Regions from separate parts of the Danio rerio genome. Here region 2 is linked to region 1. The links are chromatin contacts, called in public Hi-C maps. All regions are on one chromosome and are shown on one strand. The core of a region is the stretch at or near the end of the contact, and the rest is flanking DNA. Distances in the headings are between cores, read along the strand shown.

Region 1 (3,067 bases), core at 545-3,044:
TTTCATTTTGGCAGGCACTTTTTTCCAGGGGTTTCAGTACAGCGTAACCGCTACTACGTCATCGGGTGGGCGTGGCCTATCTGTGAATTTGCATAGGTCACGGATCATGCGCAGATTGTGAAAACAGCCGTTAGATTCAGATACCTGTACGTATTCGCAGGGGTTTCGTGTCCAATACCTTTATATGCAGTACTAAATAGCTGTCCTGATCGCAGGTGTTTCATGTGAAGTCAGTGTATGTTATATTAAACAAATTAACTTAAGATACCTCTCAGATTACATTAATACTGTTATAACTTAAGATACCTGTCCCGATCCCACGGCTTTTGTGTCAAATACTTTATATATCATATACAGTAGCATCAGATACCTGTCCTGATGCCAGGGGTTTCATGTATAATTACTTTTATATTAGTTAACATCAGATACCTGTCCTGATCCCAGGGGTTTCATGTATGATCACATTTATATTATATACATTAACATCAGATACCTGTCCTGATCCCAGGGGTTTCATGTATGATCACTTTTATATTATATACAGTAACATCAGATACCTGTCCTGATCCCAGGGGTTTCATGTATGATCACTTTTATATACATTAACATCAGATACCTGTCCTGATCACAGGTGTTTCATGTATGATCACTTTTATATTATATACATTAACATCAGATACCTGTCCTGATCCCAGGTGTTTCATGTATGATCACTTTTATATTATATACAGTAACATCAGATACCTGTCCTGATCCCAGGGGTTTCATGTATGATCACATTTATATTATATACATTAACATCAGATACCTGTCCTGATCTCAGGTGTTTCATGTACGATCACTTTTATATACAGTAACATCAAATACCTGTCCTGATCCCAGGGGTTTCATGTATGATCACTTTTATATTATATACATTAACATCAGATACCTGTCCTGATCTCAGGTGTTTCATGTATGATCACTTTTATATTATATACATTAACATCAGATACCTGTCCTGATCCCAGGTGTTTCATGTATGATCACTTTTATATTATATACATTAACATCAGATACCTGTCCTGATCCCAGGTGTTTCATGTATGATCACTTTTATATTATATACATTAACATCAGATACCTGTCCTGATCTCAGGGGTTTCATGTATGATCACTTTTATATTAGTTAACATCAGATACCTGTCCTGATCCCAGTTGTTTTGTGTATGATGACTTTAAATAAAAATAGAAAATAAATATGAGTTATGTTAATTAACTAAGATCGAGAAAGAAAAATTAACCACGATTTATTACAGAAAATGTGGTATTTATTTGTTTAAACATGACCGAATACCATATTTTTAACTACAAAAACACGGTTAATCTTACCACAACCATTATTATTTGATTTAAAATGGAAGTAGAAAAGCCCAGAGACAGAAAAACGGAGTAAAACGAGGTCAGCCGGTTTTGCTAATGAAATCTTTAAAATATAACATTATAAAAACAAAAAATAACCTGTATGATTGTTTTTTTCCTTCGTTATCCACCGCGGTAGGTTCTTTATCCATTATCATCCTGGTTGAAATGACCGCGCTAAAAAAGAACCTGTACTGCGCATGATCGGTGACCTCTCAGTATTGTTTTTTTTTAAGGGGGCGTTTCCCAAACACCGACCGAGCCACGCCCATTTTACGTCGTGGTAATGAAACCCCTGGAATTTAGTGCATGCCTTTTCATTTTCGGTGTGGATCGCGTTATTCCAGTACAGCAGGGGGCGATGAAGATGTTGATGCGCATGTGCTTCTCTTCAAGAACAAGACCTTTGAAAATGGTGTCTGTTGACAAATAATAACGAACTGCTATACTCTACTTTTTAGTTTTGTAGCATGATTAAGACTTAGTTTGTGTATGTATGTTAATATATACGTGTCGCTACGAGACAAAGGTATATCTCAATCAAAGCCAAATGTTTTTAATGTATTTTATCTGTTTTTTTATATGCAGACAAACTAGCACACACAAAGTTGTGGTCAGAAAAACATCAAACATCCTTTTGACTGCTCTTTGAATAACTGTTGACGCTTAGCATCCATGATAATCTGGCTCGCAGGTTAGTTTGTCCAGTTTATAGAGCTGGATGAAATGAGGCAGCAGTGCGAAAGTGAAAGCAGCAGCAGAAAGATGGAAGATCAACAACATGATCAAAAGGGATCTGGAGCTGATCTGCTCTCCAGGATCGCTCTTAATGATAACAAGGCTGGCATGGAAGGACTGGACAGAGACAAGATCAACAAGATCATTCTGGAAACCTCTAAGGTTGACACTTCTACTTATTGACTGTAGATATACAGTATTATTTATTACTACTAGTACAATGAATACTAGCTCGTATCTATTTTGTATTAATTTAATTTAGTGCATTGTCAATAATAATAGTCATACATGTTTATATATATATATATATATATATATATATATATATATATATATATATCATATGGGGGATAATAATTCTGACTTCAACTGTGTGTATGAATATATATATATATATATATATATATATATATATATATATATATATATATATATATGTAACATTATTGGAATAGCATTATTGTATATATAACATTATTGGAAAAAAACTGATATTGCGATATTTTGTTTTTGTCCGGTTAATATTGCGATATAAATGCTAAAACCATCTGCCAGGTGGATAGGTTAAATAATCTTGTTTTTTACTTTGAAATATAGATATTTGGACTAGACAAAAATCGTTGCATAACTCGTTTAAGTACAGTGATCAAATACATTTCTGAGCTCCTGGTTAACCATAATCCAGACTTCACATTGCATATCTTTGCGATGTGACTATTGCAGATGCGTACATTGCGAATTCGATGCTGAAACAATATATTGTGCAACTCTAATATACATATGCAGTGAAGGTCAGACATATTAGACCCCCCCCCCCCCCACCTTAATAGTTAGCCCCCCCTTAACTTTATCATTATGACAGTAAATAATATTTTACTAGATATTTTTCAAGACACTTCTATACAGCTTAAAGTGACATTTAAAGGGT
Region 2 (3,058 bases), core at 535-3,034, 230 kb after region 1:
AATAATGTATTTTGTTAATATAAATAAAAAAAACATTATACACCATAATTTAAACGTTTAGCTTTTCTAGTAATGAACATATATATTGAAAATAATATTTTATTCATCAAGAGTGTATTTAACTGATCATAAATAACAGTAAAGATTTTATTTCACATTGTTACAAAGGTTTTAGTTTTAAATAACTGCTGTTTCTGAACTTTTTTAAATCAAATTTTCATTTAAAAAATTGTATTTTGTTTTAATAAGATTTTGAAAAATATTATGTACCTGTTTTCAGCTTTGAAAAGACTAGAAAATGTTTTTGATCGACAAACAACATCACTTTAGAATGATGTGTGAACTTTGTAACAACATTGTGTGTGACCCATTGTCGCAGAAAGGCTTGAATTAACTCCACAACAAATACATCAAATAATCATTTGGAAAGTTCTTACTATATTATTTCTCACAAACGTTACGTGAGATCTGCTTCGTTTATGTCTGTCACTGTGCTGTTTATCTGACTTAGCTGGAGATTGAGGCACTCTGACAGTAGGCATGGGCTGGTATAAGATTCTGATGGTATGATTACCTTGGGCGAATATATCACGGTTTTACGGTATTGTTATTACTGGTCTAAAATGTGTTCTTTTTTAATGTTTGCGAAAAAAAACATTTTTTCTCTGTGAATTTTTTGTTTTGTTTTACACCCTAAAAAATAGTTCACAAAGTTAATTTTTCCACATTGAACTCTATATATATATTTAAAGAAACATTTAAAATGTCTCTAACATGTGACGCTGAATAGTTAAATAAATCATTGTTGACTACATCTTTCTTCATTAGATTCTGCTGTCTTCATTCGTTTTCTTCTGGAGATAATTTTTCCCTAATAAACTAAATTATATAGTCTTAACACGCATAAAAATCAAATTTACATATATCGTAGGAACAATTTAACAGAACATTTTTGCAGTTTTAAAACCTTTACTTTTCTAAACCACTATAAAACTTGAAACCGGTTATCGCCCCATCTTACAGGCACGTGGGAACGGTGGGCGGAAAGAACTAGCTCATTTGCATTAAAGGCACAGGCAACAAAAACAGCTACATTGTGTTCAAAGCAGTAGATTTCAATGTTCTGAAAGGTCTAATAAATAATCTAATAGGTGTCTGGAACTGAAAATTTACAGACACATTCTGGAGACACAAAATACTTATCTTAAATCTTGAAAAAGGGGTCAAATAGGTGCCCTTTAAATAATATATATGACATTTGAAATTATTATTATATTTTGAACTGTACTATACTAATATCATCAAAGTATTTTGATCAATAAATATACTAATTATAAAAAAAATATATATCATACTTGCTCAAACTGTGACAACTAATTGCACATTGACATTCAAGCTGTACATTATATTAACAATATATCACAGAGATTTAAGGATGAGCTCTTCTGACAAACCACAACTCAGCGCCTGGTAACCACAAAGCAATACCCTGATGAACCAGTGAGACGCTGAGCACAGATAAGTGTTCATGAGTCAGTTTTAAATAGAAAACCAGGTAATCATTGGTACCTTAATGTATGCAAATTGTAACATTTAGTCACTGGCAGTAGGTCTGCAGCAGAGAATGTGTCTAATGAATGACCATGTGAAGGCTTCTTTTACGGTAAATCATTTATAGTGCTTTCCTGCTTTCTCTCTCTTGTCGAGCGTGTGTGTGTGTGTGTGTGTGTGTGTGTGTGTGTGTGTGTGTGTGTGTGTGTGTGTGTGGGTTGCTTGGCTTCCTCCCTCTGCCTTGCACATGCTCTTCCTTCCTGACCCTGCAGTTCACCCACTCAATAAGACTAGACAACACCAACACTGTGCTCAGAGAAAATCCTGTATCACTCAAACACCATTAAATCACCAACAGCATATGCTCTGTGTTAGCTTTTACCTGTATATGATGCAATAGATTTTCAAATATGATTATATTAAGTAATATTTATGTTTCAAACCAATAAGATTTTTACTCATTTAGATTTTTATTAAAAAAAAAAAAATTGCCAATGAGATTTTATTAAATTTTTTATAATTCATGTATTAATTTAGTCATTTATTTATTTACTCATTTATATATTTATTTGTTTTTTAGTCATTCATTCATTCATTTATATATTTTCATTAAGTAAGTAACTAATTCATTCATTAATTTATTTGTATGTATTATATATTCATATATACATTTTATTCATTCATTTATTAATTTATTTACTCATTTATTTATTTATTTACTCATTCATTTATTATCATTTATTTATTTATTTATTTATTAATTTATTCGTTCACTCATGTTGTATTTACTTTGTATAAACATCTCACTCTTGTATCTTTATTTATTTATTTATTTATTTATTTTGTTTTGTTACTTTTTTGTGATGGATTTGGCTGTGCTCATGAATACTCATAAATTTGCAGTGTATTTCTATTGAAAAGGTACAATTTTGCCTTCATTTCTTTTCATAAATTTTTTTTTTCCACTGGGTGCAAAAAAAGTTATACTCAGGACAAAAAATCCCATATTTCATCCCCGTGTCAATGGGGTAAAAGTAATACACTATTTGTTATAAGGTTTCAATATTGTTGGGAAGGCTTTCAAATTTTAATTATTAAAATAAAGAGTAAAATGTGTCATATTTTGGATTTATTTTTCAGGTTTGACCTTTATAACAAATAAACTATTTCTACTTTTGAGCCGAGCACCACAAGCTAAATGAATTAAAATTATGTTTTATAATTATGGGGTTTGGCTGGTTTGAATATCTGCGTTTGTTTTGTATGAAACTGAACAATTAAATATAAGATGGTTGTATGTTTTTCTGTGGGCTTTTTTTTTTTCAATAGATCCATAAGGGAAGGGTTAAAGAAATGTTTATCAGTTTGGCTCTGAACAATGTAATCGAGCCTGTAGCTGATGAGGAATAGTGACCCACATCTCTTACAACAGTTAATCCACTTAACCCTTGGCCCTACAGGCACTACAAAGGATACGTTCACAACAGACTGTGTCTTTTTCTCCAGC

Evidence for each region. Hi-C and Micro-C count contacts between places; a contact is called where the count stands out from the background.
Region 2: a Hi-C map of an unstated tissue shows a contact between it and region 1, with 6 times the contacts expected there. The contact joins the enhancer-like site here to the promoter of polk in region 1. A contact is called at or near these places in 3 of 18 Hi-C or Micro-C datasets (caudal fin, hematopoietic stem cells and an unstated tissue).

Annotation. Positions count from the first base shown.
Region 1 is chr5:46,854,639-46,857,705 of GRCz12tu, forward strand. It overlaps polk (polymerase (DNA directed) kappa), which reads left to right and starts at 1,795. Exons shown (of 15, transcript XM_073951385.1): 1 at 1,795-1,891; 2 at 1,990-2,301. The coding sequence starts at 2,128. It also overlaps a transcript of ifngr2 not described here.
Region 2 is chr5:47,083,832-47,086,889 of GRCz12tu, forward strand. All of the region lies in intron 5 of iqgap2 (IQ motif containing GTPase activating protein 2), which reads left to right. Among named protein-coding and RNA genes, the nearest start is that of f2rl2, 28 kb to the right of the region's middle. Within about 2 kb of position 1,785, at least 24 of the 62 cell types and tissues checked have an H3K27ac peak or open chromatin away from gene starts, as enhancers often do.